Linked DNA regions of Mus musculus: regions 1, 2 and 3 are each linked to region 4. The links are chromatin contacts, called in public Hi-C and promoter capture Hi-C maps. All regions are on one chromosome and are shown on one strand. Each heading gives the region's core, a stretch centred on a gene start, on an enhancer-like site or on the middle of the called end of the contact. The rest is flanking DNA. Distances are from core to core; before and after follow the strand shown. Region 1 holds the start of Fam199x (family with sequence similarity 199, X-linked). Region 2 holds the start of Zcchc18 (zinc finger, CCHC domain containing 18). Region 3 holds the start of Tceal1 (transcription elongation factor A (SII)-like 1). Region 4 holds the start of Tceal8 (transcription elongation factor A (SII)-like 8).

Evidence for each region. Promoter capture Hi-C pulls out the DNA fragments that hold promoters and counts their contacts. Hi-C and Micro-C count contacts between places; a contact is called where the count stands out from the background.
Region 1: a promoter capture Hi-C map of erythroid cells shows a contact between it and region 4, with 40 times the contacts expected there. The contact joins the promoter of Fam199x here to the promoter of Tceal8 in region 4. A contact is called at or near these places in 2 of 39 promoter capture datasets (erythroid cells and liver).
Region 2: a contact with region 4 is called in a promoter capture Hi-C map of hippocampal neurons, with 4 times the contacts expected there. The contact joins the promoter of Zcchc18 here to the promoter of Tceal8 in region 4. A contact is called at or near these places in 2 of 39 promoter capture datasets (cranial neural crest and hippocampal neurons).
Region 3: a Hi-C map of uterus shows a contact between it and region 4, with 5 times the contacts expected there. The contact joins the promoter of Tceal1 here to the promoter of Tceal8 in region 4. A contact is called at or near these places in 2 of 39 promoter capture datasets (cranial neural crest and liver) and 1 of 484 Hi-C or Micro-C datasets (uterus).

What each region holds. Positions count from the first base shown.
Region 1 is chrX:137,048,332-137,051,031 of GRCm38.p6, forward strand. It overlaps Fam199x (family with sequence similarity 199, X-linked), which reads left to right and starts at 1,263. Exons shown (of 6, transcript NM_146261.2): 1 at 1,263-1,738. The coding sequence starts at 1,542.
Region 2 is chrX:136,991,875-136,994,574 of GRCm38.p6, forward strand. Zcchc18 (zinc finger, CCHC domain containing 18) reads left to right here and starts at 1,273. Exons shown (of 4, transcript NM_025893.3): 1 at 1,273-1,478; 2 at 1,833-1,887; 3 at 2,057-2,196; 4 at 2,639-2,700. All of the region lies in intron 6 of Slc25a53 (solute carrier family 25, member 53), which reads right to left.
Region 3 is chrX:136,706,694-136,709,393 of GRCm38.p6, forward strand. It overlaps Tceal1 (transcription elongation factor A (SII)-like 1), which reads left to right and starts at 1,289. Exons shown (of 2, transcript NM_146236.2): 1 at 1,289-1,395; 2 at 2,090-2,700. The coding sequence starts at 2,117. The coding sequence ends at 2,614. Gm39536 (a long non-coding RNA gene) reads right to left here and starts at 2,093. Exons shown (of 3, transcript XR_878248.2): 1 at 1,736-2,093.
Region 4 is chrX:136,170,847-136,173,546 of GRCm38.p6, forward strand. Tceal8 (transcription elongation factor A (SII)-like 8) reads right to left here and starts at 1,405. Exons shown (of 3, transcript NM_025703.3): 1 at 1,286-1,405; 2 at 790-859; 3 at 1-203. The coding sequence starts at 176.

The sequences.
Region 1 (2,700 bases), core at 13-2,512, 880 kb after region 4:
CTACAATGGAGAGGTGGCTATCTCTATCTCTAGAATCCACATCCTTAGACAAAATCATGTTGGTGGGAGTGGGGGAAATCCTCATGAGAGAAAGGGCTGAGTGTGTAGCTATGTGGTTGAACAGTCCTACAGGCATGCCCAAGGGCCTAGGTTCAAGTCCCATCATACCCATGTATTTTAAAATGCAGATTTTTGTTATTCTTCAAACAAATTACCATAACTTTTCATAGCATTTATGCACCCTAGAGATGATTTAAAGTATTTTGAAGAATGTGTGTAGGTTATATGTAAGTTATATATTTATATATTTTATATAAGGAATTTGGGATCCTTCACTCAAGATCAATCAGAATTATTCCAGAGATTTTTCCCAGGCTTTTAAAAAAGCTGAATATTAAAACAAAACCAGGCCTCCAAGATTTAAAATCGCTTGTCTAGAACACAGAAGTGAAGTGCCAGGAGCAAAGAGCACCATGTGATACCTCGTAAGTTGATTTAAGTCAAACAAGTTAAGCTCCATAATATCGACGGAAGCAGGGTTGCAGGACCTAACAGCGGTAGTGCCTAAGTCTCCTTTGGGAGATAGGGAAGGCTTCACCAAGAAGCTAGCGCTTGAGCTGGGGATTTAAGGATTAGCAGAGGAGAATGGCAGGACATTCCAAACACTACGAGGGAAAGAAAGCTCAGAACACAAAAGAACATTACAGTCCCAGCATCTCTGAGCAGCCTAGCCGCTTTATCAGGGTTTTTGAAGCGAGGCCACTTACAAGTGAGGCGGCATTTTTTTTCTCCTTCCTCACTCTATGGTCCATTTCTCTTACAGCTCATTGCTTTGGCTGGGCACACCTACTGCAGGAGCCCAGTACAAGTAGAATCGAGACAGGGTGGTCCCACGTGTTCAAGGGCACCTGGGACTCGTTTTTCATATATTCCCTCAGTATGACCTTGGCTAAGTCCCTAGTCCTAAGGGCTACTGTTGCTGTTTGGCCGTGGAGTGCGAGTGGGAAGCACGAGGAGAAAGAGGAGGAGGAGGAGGAGGGGCGAGGGGGGCGGGCTTGGCTGAGATGTGGGCCCTTCAAGCATCCCAGAATTGGGGACCGCGTAGAGCACCGGGCCGGTTGGGTCGCCCTGGGCTTAAGACACTGACATTCAGTTCCTCCTCCACTCCGGCAGGGGGCAAGGGCAGCGGCTCCGGGTAGCCCAGGAGCTGGCAGCGGCCACGGGGCGGACCGAAGCCGCAGCGGGCAGCGAGCAGCGAGCGCAGTGGGCGGGGCGGCCGGGCCGGGCGGCGGCGCCGCAGTGACTCGTCGGGCTTGGCGGCGGTGGCGGCGGCTTCTGAGGTTTCAGAGGAGCGGACTGTGTGGCCGGTGGGCTGCTGCGGCCTCGCAGCAACCTTTGTGCAGAGCCCTCCCCTCCTCGGGCGGCTGCGGTGGGCACACTCGGGGGCGGAGGCCACCGCGGCCAGGTTAGCGTGGGGGAAGGGGCGAGTGCCAGAGTAGCCCATCTGCAGCCAGTGAGACCAAGCCGGCCCATCTCCCACCATGTCCGACGAGGCGTCGGCCACCACTTCCTATGAGAAGTTTTTAACCCCAGAGGAGCCCTTCCCTTTCCTAGGAGCTCCTCGCGGGGTGGGCACCTGCCCCAGCGAGGAACCTGGCTGCCTGGACATCAGCGACTTCGGCTGCCAGCTCTCCTCCTGCCATCGCACGGATCCGCTCCACCGGTTTCACACCAACAGGTAAAGGAGCTCTTCCCAGAACAGGGGTGGACTTCCCACTGCCAGGCGGGGCAAGAGGACGCCAGGTTGCACTCCTGCAGGGTTCCTCCTGGTCCCTCGTGCAAGCCTGAGCTGCGGGCTGCCCCCTCCCCCATCTTCCTTTGACCAAGGCTCTTCCCAGCTCCTCCCTGTTTTCACCCACTGCCCCCTGATTTTTCTGAAGACCAGCTTCCCTGCACCTTCTTTCTTCTCCCCCTTTCCTTTTTGCACTCTAGTAATTCTTCCCATCCAGATCTTCCCCTTTTACCTCTTCGTGACCCCCGCCCCCATCCATACGCAGAGACTCCTAAACCCCAACTCTTGATTTTTAGATTCATCTGCAAAAGTTTAACCCCTTTCGTTTCCGGTACACTACAGAGTAAATTTGAGAGAGCCAAATCGATCAGTGGATCTTATGAAAGCACCTTTCAAGCTCGAGCCTCCTCTTTCTCAATTTTAACCTCACCCTAAACCAAATTGTACCGGGAAATTAGTCTTTTTTTTTCCCCATTGTTGCTTTGAGACCAGTATTTCTCATAGGTTAGACCATCAGCAAAACTGCTTATGCCTGGAAGATGACCTTGGACTCCTGGTCCTCAAACCTGCCTCCCAAGTGCTGGGATTACAGACATTTGTGATGTCCAACTAAGCTTAGTGTGTTTTAATCAGTTCAAATTTATATTTTTTTCAGTACTATGGCTTGAAACCTGAACCTCATGCGTGCTAGATAAGCTTTCTACCAACTGAGCTATATGCTTGCCCTATAAACTAGTCATTTCCCCCTTCCTTACTTCCTTACTTCCATTGCCTTACTTCTGTTGGGTATCCCCAAAGGTAAACTCTGGAAGAGTCCTATAGCATACCACCCGCCTTGCATCCCTGATGAGGGAAGTAGAGCAAGTTTAGGGTGGGCTGATTTATACAAATAATTTCTTAAAGGTGTT
Region 2 (2,700 bases), core at 23-2,522, 820 kb after region 4:
ATAGCAACAGGTAAAATGCAAATGACATTGCTCATCCCCAATCTGAAGCAAAGCCAAATCTCCAGAGCTGGAGCCCAAGGAACGTGATTTCCAACAAGCCCTCAGCAATGATTGCGTGGTAGCTTGCTGGGTGCCCATACTTTAGTTTGTAGCACGAATTCTAGATTGAGAGCTCTGGCTTCTTCGCAATTTTAGGCAAGTCATCTCTAAGTCCGATTTCCTTTGGGGGGGGGGGGTCATACAGAAATGCTGCTATTTTTATAAACAGGTGGTTTGTTTTCGTGTAAAATCGGGAGCAGAAACGTGTCTCAGTTTCCTCCTTGGTAGAATGCATATCATAAAGGATTCCATTCTCTTCTTTCCCATCTCTTCCCCACTCCTCTCATCAACACAACCATTTTATGAGCAAAGCTGCTGAGATAGTTTGTGGCTATGTATGGACGAGTGAAAATGCTCTCTCTGGGTAGCCCAGCACAGGGCAGTGTTGGCATCGACACAGAGGAAAGCGCTGGCATCAACAGAACAGCTGACCGAGGTGCAAAATCGGACGTTATTAGCTGCTTTGCTGCGATACAGGACAGGAAGCCTAAGCTCCTGGTGGCTCAGTTTTCTCATCTGTGAGTTGATACCAGTTTTTGGTCATTATTTTTATGTAGCCCTATACTGGTCCTTTCATCCTCATTTTGGCTTCTCTCCACTAAGCCTTAATCTGACACTAGAAAGGGGGTGTTTAAAGGGTGTAACCCTTGAGGCTAGATGCCAGGGCTGGGGTGAGAACTGTTAATTCTGTGCTTCCTACCCATACTGCCTAGGTGCTTACATCCTCCTCTCTGTTAAATGGGTGCACTGCTACGTTTTAGCGCAAGACTGATGAGAAGAATACGTGAGATGTCCGTGCACGCGCACAGGACACACGGAAAGAGCTCAGCAAATGCTATCCCCTTCCCCCCTATACAAAGGTGAAGAACTCTCATTGTTCACTTGGTTTCGGTCCCACCTCGTGTTTAAGGCATCTGGTCGCAAAGCATCGGAGGGGAGCCAAAGCAGAAGGCGATAGGAAGAAGGGAAGAGAGGGGAAGCTGCAAACTCACGAATGAAATGTAAATGGGCCAGGTCCGTGAGTCCAAGCTGCACTTGACGCCGCGCCCGCTCCCGCGCCAGTCTGCCGCAGCCCCCTCTAGCAGGTTCCCCCCTCTGGCAGGCATTAGCATCCTGGCCCAGGCTTTGCAGGGAGGCCGCCCCTGCGAACAGCTGATTGGCCACGCCACTACCTTCGTCACTCTCTTTTGTCTCAATGGGCAGAGACTAAAAGCCGCCGCTGCTGCTCTGCAGGCTGAAATTGAGGGCGGGGGCAGCTATAGCTGCCTTGGAAACCGCGGCTGCGACTCTGCTACCCCTGGCTGGGCGACCCTGCAGAGAGCCTAACCCAGACAGCTCTGAGGCTGAGGCGCCATCCTTTCCTCTGCAAGGCCTACGAGGTGAGACAGCTCTTCGCAGCAGACCCTGAGCATCCTCTGCTCATCTACGAAGGTAAAGGGAGGTGCAACTGCATAATGCGGAGATGGGAGGATGAAACCTTAATATTTTGAGCTTCCGAATTGGCAGCTTCGAGGCAAGGAAGTGAACACCCTAGTGGTTGGGCTATATGGTGGTATGAGGTGAGTTTCCTACCTAGGATTTGCCTAGATTGGAGAGGGGACTTTTTTTCTTCCAGAAAGGTAGCAAAAGACAATGAGAATGATTCACAATCCGTTTGTCCTTTCTCTCATCTCTTCGGGAATAGAAATACGGAGGTGGGAGGGTATTGCAATTTCTCTTCTTTTTCTCCATAGCAGCTCATCAAAGCCGATTTCAAACGTGAATTCTGTGTGACTGATTGCAGAGCTGGTAGGCCGCTGTTTTCCCCGGGTGAAATGGATTGGGGGAGGGGTGGTCCCCATTGGCTTTTATTCTGAAGGTAGGGTTTTTCCTCCTGGCGACAATGGCGCCTGTGAAGAAATGATGAGACTGCTGACGTCTCAGACCCTTCTCCTCCCTTCCTTTTGCTGTGGCGCAGTTTAGACTAGAGGCCCAGGGCACCTGGATCGGAGAGCCTGCGGTCAGAGATCAATCCTACCCGGACAAGAGCTATTGCGGAAAGCACCTGTTGCAGAGAGTAGGCTTGAAATAAAGGTGGAAGCCAGTTTCTGAGCTCTGGTAAGAATCCTAGAAAAGGGGGAGGGGGCAGAGGGCGGGAGGGGGCAGAGGGCGGGGGGGGGGAGGAACTTGCTACCTAATAGATTTAAGGCCTTACTTATTAACATAATTCTGTAAGGTTTACTCTACTGCCCTTTATTTGAGAGCCTAGTAGGGGCTCCAAAGGTTGTTGTAGCTAGAATTCCAAGCAACAGTTGTTGCCTCTCCTAGAGAACAGGCAGTGGGGTGGGTGGGGCGCAGTAGAGAGGGAGGAGATGTGACTGACAAAGGCCCCACTAGCACACAAAAATTATTGCTCCTCAAGGTTGGGAAATGGCAGTTTCCTGCTGAGTAGTTTTAGGGCAGTGGGCAAATATTCAAGATGGTAGAAAATGTGATTAGAGGCTTGTTCCCAAGTCTATTGCGTTATTGAATTTTTGTTTTGTCTTGTTTTGTTTTACAGTTTCTACCCAAACACAAGGAAGAGACTGCTGGGGAACGTTCCTTTGGAGGTTTCTGCAGATT
Region 3 (2,700 bases), core at 39-2,538, 540 kb after region 4:
AGTTTAGTATGCAATGTCCTGTCTGCTGCATCTATCTTTTGAGGTTCAGATCTCTCAAGAATCAACTATTTGTTGATTTAACAAATTAATTTAGGCTTTTTCAACCACAAAACCAAGAGCTGGCTACTAAGAATTTGGGGTTTCTATGAAATCTATTTCTTTCCCTACGAATAGAAACTATTGAGTGATAATGATATAGAGAAGAAAATAATACCACATTGCACAGCAAGTGACCTACTGTACCAATACAAGAGTTCTCTTGACTATTTTGTTTGTAGATGGACACGAGTATTTTAGTTTAGGACAAAGTACTGAATCATCATATTTACATACTTTACAGACTGGATGAGCACTCATTTATCGCAGAGTTTCTATTTATGATATAGTAGAGGGGCTTAAAAATAAATACAAAAAATGGATTGACAAGACTGAAAGTAACTACCAAGAAAATGACAGGAGATTAAAATGTGATGTGATGGGGACATGGATTAAGCACAAATGTTAGTACTTGAGGTTTCCTTGTTAAGATTTATTTATTGTATCTTATGTGTTTTACTGTATGCTTGTCTGTGTGTCATGTGCTCCCTGTGAAGGTGGAATCCCCCCCAAACCGACCTATAGATGATCCGTGAGCTACCATGTGAGTGCTGGGAACCTCACTGACATCCTGCTGAAAGCAAGTGCACCTAACTGCTTAGCCATCTCTCCATTGTCCTTGAAAAAGTTGATTTTATTGATGGAATATTGCTATGTAGTTCTGACTGGCCTGGAACTAGCTATGGAGAACAGGCTGCTTTCCAACTTGAGACTATCTTCTCTATACACCCCCACCTCCTCACACACCCCCTCCTACTCCCCCCACTCCCAGTGCTGGGATTACATGCATCTGTCACATCTGGCCTCACCATGTTGCCTTGTGAAACGGAGGTGAAACAGTGAAGTTTCAGGGCAGAGTCTCAAACAGGGGAGTGGGGGTTGGGGGTGGGGGGCTTGTAGCCTCAGTAGCGAGGGAGAGAGTTTTACCCTGGAAGGGAGAGTGGAAAGGGAGTAGGAGGGAAGAGGGAATAATCCTGGGGAACAAGGGAGCAGGGAAAAGGTAAGAATCCCGGGGAACTAGATGCTCGCCTCTAGTAACCAACAACAACAACAACAAAAAGGCAAATAGAAACAAAGAGAGGTGAGTGAAAATTCCTGTTGTGTCTGAGGTAAGGCGATTCTGGCAAGTGCTGGCAAATGGACGCCAAAGTGGTTACTAGGGATCTGAGCCCAGCTGTGACGCGCTCCCCTCACGTGACCAGGAGCCTATGTCTGCCCAAGTCCCTCTCTCATCCCGGTCCTTTTTGCCTGTCCAGACCCCGTCTTTCTATTACCCCTTGATCGAGAAGGAAAGCAGAAGTAAGTAAGTTCCCTGGATCCTCTAGATTTGGTGATTGTCCGAGGTGCCTTTTAACCAGTGGGATCGGACCTGCGAGGCAGAATCCCGATCTTCCACTACGCTTGAGCCCCGCCCCCCCGCCCACGGTTTTGGTAGAGAAAATGGTGGTCTTGGGAGTGGGGTGGGGTACAAAGGACGTGGAGACGTGAGGTCTGAGGAAGGTGAACCACAAGGGAGCTGTCTTTGGGGCGGTTAGCTGGTGCCCACATAAAGGGGGTGTGCGTCATTGCTTCTGTTTCTCTTCCCCATCCCCGCCCCCCTACCCTGTTTGGCGTCTAACTGTAGATTTGCAGGTCTCACCTAGGAGCCTCAAAAGGGACCACAAGGTCCAGAGGGTGGGACAGGATGATCAGTGGGACAGGATCAGGGTCTGAGAATGAACACCGAAGGTAACAGTCTGCGGACTTCACCGCTCCGCCCCTGTCACTGCAGGAGAGGCCTGTGGCAAGGCCTGCTGGGAAAAATGGTGGTCTTTCGGGAAGGAGGGGGGCTTACTGCGCAGCAGCCAGCGGGAGAGCCCAAGAGCTACTGAGTGAGCTAAGATTTAAAGACACCCGTCCCAATCAGGGAAAGGCCGGGATTGAAAAGTGTAGCTGGGGTGTTGATCCAGCCCGCCAAGTATTGTGACTCCATTCTGTTTTTTCTTGTCTCAAGAATAATTGCTTGAAGAAACTTCTCAACATGGAAAACACGCGCAGTGAAAATGAAGAGCAACCAGAGAGCACTCTGAAGATCGATGAAGAGCAGCCTGCAGTGGAGCAGTCTCCTGAAAATCAGTGCTCTGAGGAGGATCAATCCTCGGAGGATCTGTCCTCCGAGGAGCAGTCCTCCGAGGAGGAGTTCTTTCCTGAAGAGCTCCTGCCCGAGCTGCTCCCAGAGATGCTGCTGTCTGAAGATCGTCCTCCGCAGGAGTGCCTCTCACAGAAGAACCAGTTCGAAGACCGTATTCCCATGGAGCAACCTCCCTGCGGGGTGGGCAAACACAAGCTAGAGGAGGGAAGCTTCAAAGAAAGACTGGCCCGTATCCGCCCTCAATTCATAGGAGACATTCATGGCAGAAATTTAAGTAATGAAGAAATGATACAGGCAGCGGATGAGTTGGAAGAGATGAAGAGAGTACGAAACAAACTGATGATAATGCATTGGAAGGCAAAACGGAGCCGCCCTTACCCTATTTAATATGCTCCACTTTTCATTGTTTTGCTTGTTAATAGCATTTGCTACCTGGCCCTTGTGTTTGCATCTTCTTATATGCCCTTTCCCAT
Region 4 (2,700 bases), core at 155-2,654:
GGGCTGGGTTCAGCAGGCTCTCCTCTATGGCTCCCTTCAGTTTCCTCCCTCACATTTTCTCCAGAAGCCTGAAGAGTTTCTCCTGCCTGCTGTGGTGGATCTTCTGAAGGATGGCCTTCGTCTGCTTTTGGTGTGTTCTGGGGTGTTCCTTCGTTCTCGTCACAAGACTTTTGCATGTTGATTATTTTCTTAATGAATTAATCCTAGGGGGATAAAAACAAGGAAACAAAACCGACTAGGTGTCAGGCAGATGGACAAGCTTTTGTGTTCCCATAGCGACTGACTTTTGTTTCAGGTCACTTAATTGCCAAAAAGTTTTCTAACTAGACAAGTCAGGTTCTGAGCTCCTGACTCCACCCCTTCCTCCACCCCCCCCACCCCCCCCTTGCTCTCCAACTCCATCTTCTCCTGTCCCGGCTCCAGCCCACCATTTTCCCAGCAGGCCCTGCAACAAACCTCTCCTAGCACTGAAATGGGAGCGGCGTGGAAGCAATTAACCCTTCCCTCACCACATGGCTCTAACACTCCCGCCCTTTCGGGCTTTTCCAAGTCATCCCATCCTCAGCTTCTCACCAGCAACAGTCAGGTCAGCGGTCTCCTCTCTCTTTTAAATGTCTTTAGCCTCTCCCTTTCCTTCCTTCACCCCATTTCCGCAGCAGGATTTGCAGGGGCCTTCTGTGCTTAATCCGGATGGGAGGCAGCCGTGACGCCCCTGGGATGTGCTTTGGTGTCTTCCACACTCCTACCCCCACCCAAAGGGACCTGAAGCAATTGCACCCTTGCACTGACCTGTAGGTACCTGGAGATTTTCCTCTCTTCTTGCACCTCGATTTATGTCGCGCTCAAAAGATCAAGAGTGCTGAAGAAAGACAGGAGTTCTTGGTGAGCACACTAGTGCCTAAATCAAAAGGTCTTGCTAACGGATAGCACAAAGTTTTTCCACATCCCCCTCTTCTCCCTCCCTTTGTGGCAACCCCGCCTTCATCTGTACCCTGTTTCCCAGCAAGAGGGCAAAGAATCAGACAAGTTTTCCCCACAGTGTTATTGTTTCTTCTCTCCGTCTCTCGCAGTTCTCCTTTCCCCGTCTCTTTTCTTTCTCTGCCGGACTCGGTTAGCTACCTCCCTCCCAATCTGCCCCATCCCTCATCAAGCAGCCCCAAACCTCTCGCACAAAATAGTTTAGCAGAACCCTAGGATAAGAGAAAGAGTGCGGGATGAGCGTGCTTTCTGTTCTCTGCTCCCTCCACCCTATGATCTCTTAAGCCAGCGCCCACTATTAAAGTACCTGGAAGTAGCTGGGCCACTCTTCTCTAGCAGGACAGAGCTGCTACTGGGGAACTGGGCCTAGACTATAAGGACTTCTGCACACGTCGACTGCTGGTCACGTGAGGATCGCGTCATCAATGAGCTCCAGCCTTTGGTTACCCCTCCCATTAACATGCAGCCCGCCCCCTACATTCCCTTCACTAGATACTGTCAATCTTTTTTCCTATTTGCCAATAGGAGACAATAAAACTCGTCTCGTCACCAAGTAGTATCTATTCACCTTACTCAGATTACCAGGAAAAGAGCAGTCTTTTAGGGTACGTCGACCAATTCTCCTAATTTGGGAAGTCAGCTCTTTCTCTCCCTTGCTCCCTATACTTCCCTTCCCCTCCCCCCACCAAATCCTACAGTCCACCATTTCTCTGGGAAGCTTCTCTGTCTTTAAAATGGGGGAAGGTTGTAGATGTGCGCTTGTGGGGGTAGCGGAAGAATAAAAGCCTAAGGAAGGGATGTTTAGCTTCTTGAGTCGTTTTCTGTGGTGTTCTGTTGTAAGAATCAGGGTTTAAAATGATATTTAAAAAGAGATACTTCATATTCACTATTTCACACTAGATGAGGAGAAAATAACTTCATTAAATCAATTTTAAGGTTTCAAAAAGTATTCTAATGACTGCAAGTGAAAGCACAGTATTTACAACATATTGATGTGTTGGGGTTTTTTAAAAATCTTACTAAAATGGCATCGTTTGCAAACCGACTCTGAAAACAGCCGATTTGTTTCGTTAGTTTTGTCTCCGCAATCCACGACTCTCTTTGCCTGAGCTTAGGCTATTATTAGACGTCTGAACTTTTAATTGATGACTGCTGGCAGCTCCCACTTGCAAATAAAGGCTTCAGACAGACTTCTTTTCCTTGTCCTTTGTGGGAGCCAGTGTCTTTGTTAAACAGAAAAGCCTGCTTTTCACTCAGTGAACTTTCGTGGGACTCAACGAAATATGTTTGTTGGTAAACTTTTGTTATTAAGAACAGAATGTTTGTAAGGAAAGAGCGCTCACAATGAAGCAGAAAGGAGGTAACTCTTTGTATGTCACTATTGACTGTGGGGCTTATTAAGCATGTAGGGTTTTCCATTCATTCATTCATTCATTCATTCGTGGAACTCTAGATACCCTGGTAGGATTCAAAGTGCTCCATTAAAACAAGAGCCATCTCAGAGAACTCCATACCCTACCATAGAGCTATGTACACCACATGTTCACTGCTGCTTTCTTCACCATAGCAAGGAATAATGTTCAGCTTAAAAAAAAAAAAGAATGAAAAAATGTTGTTACAAAATTTTCAGGAAAATAAACGCACTTAGAATGTTTAATATTCACTGAGATCACACAGTATCAGAAGGAAAATAAATCACATAGTCTTCCCCATAAGCAAAAC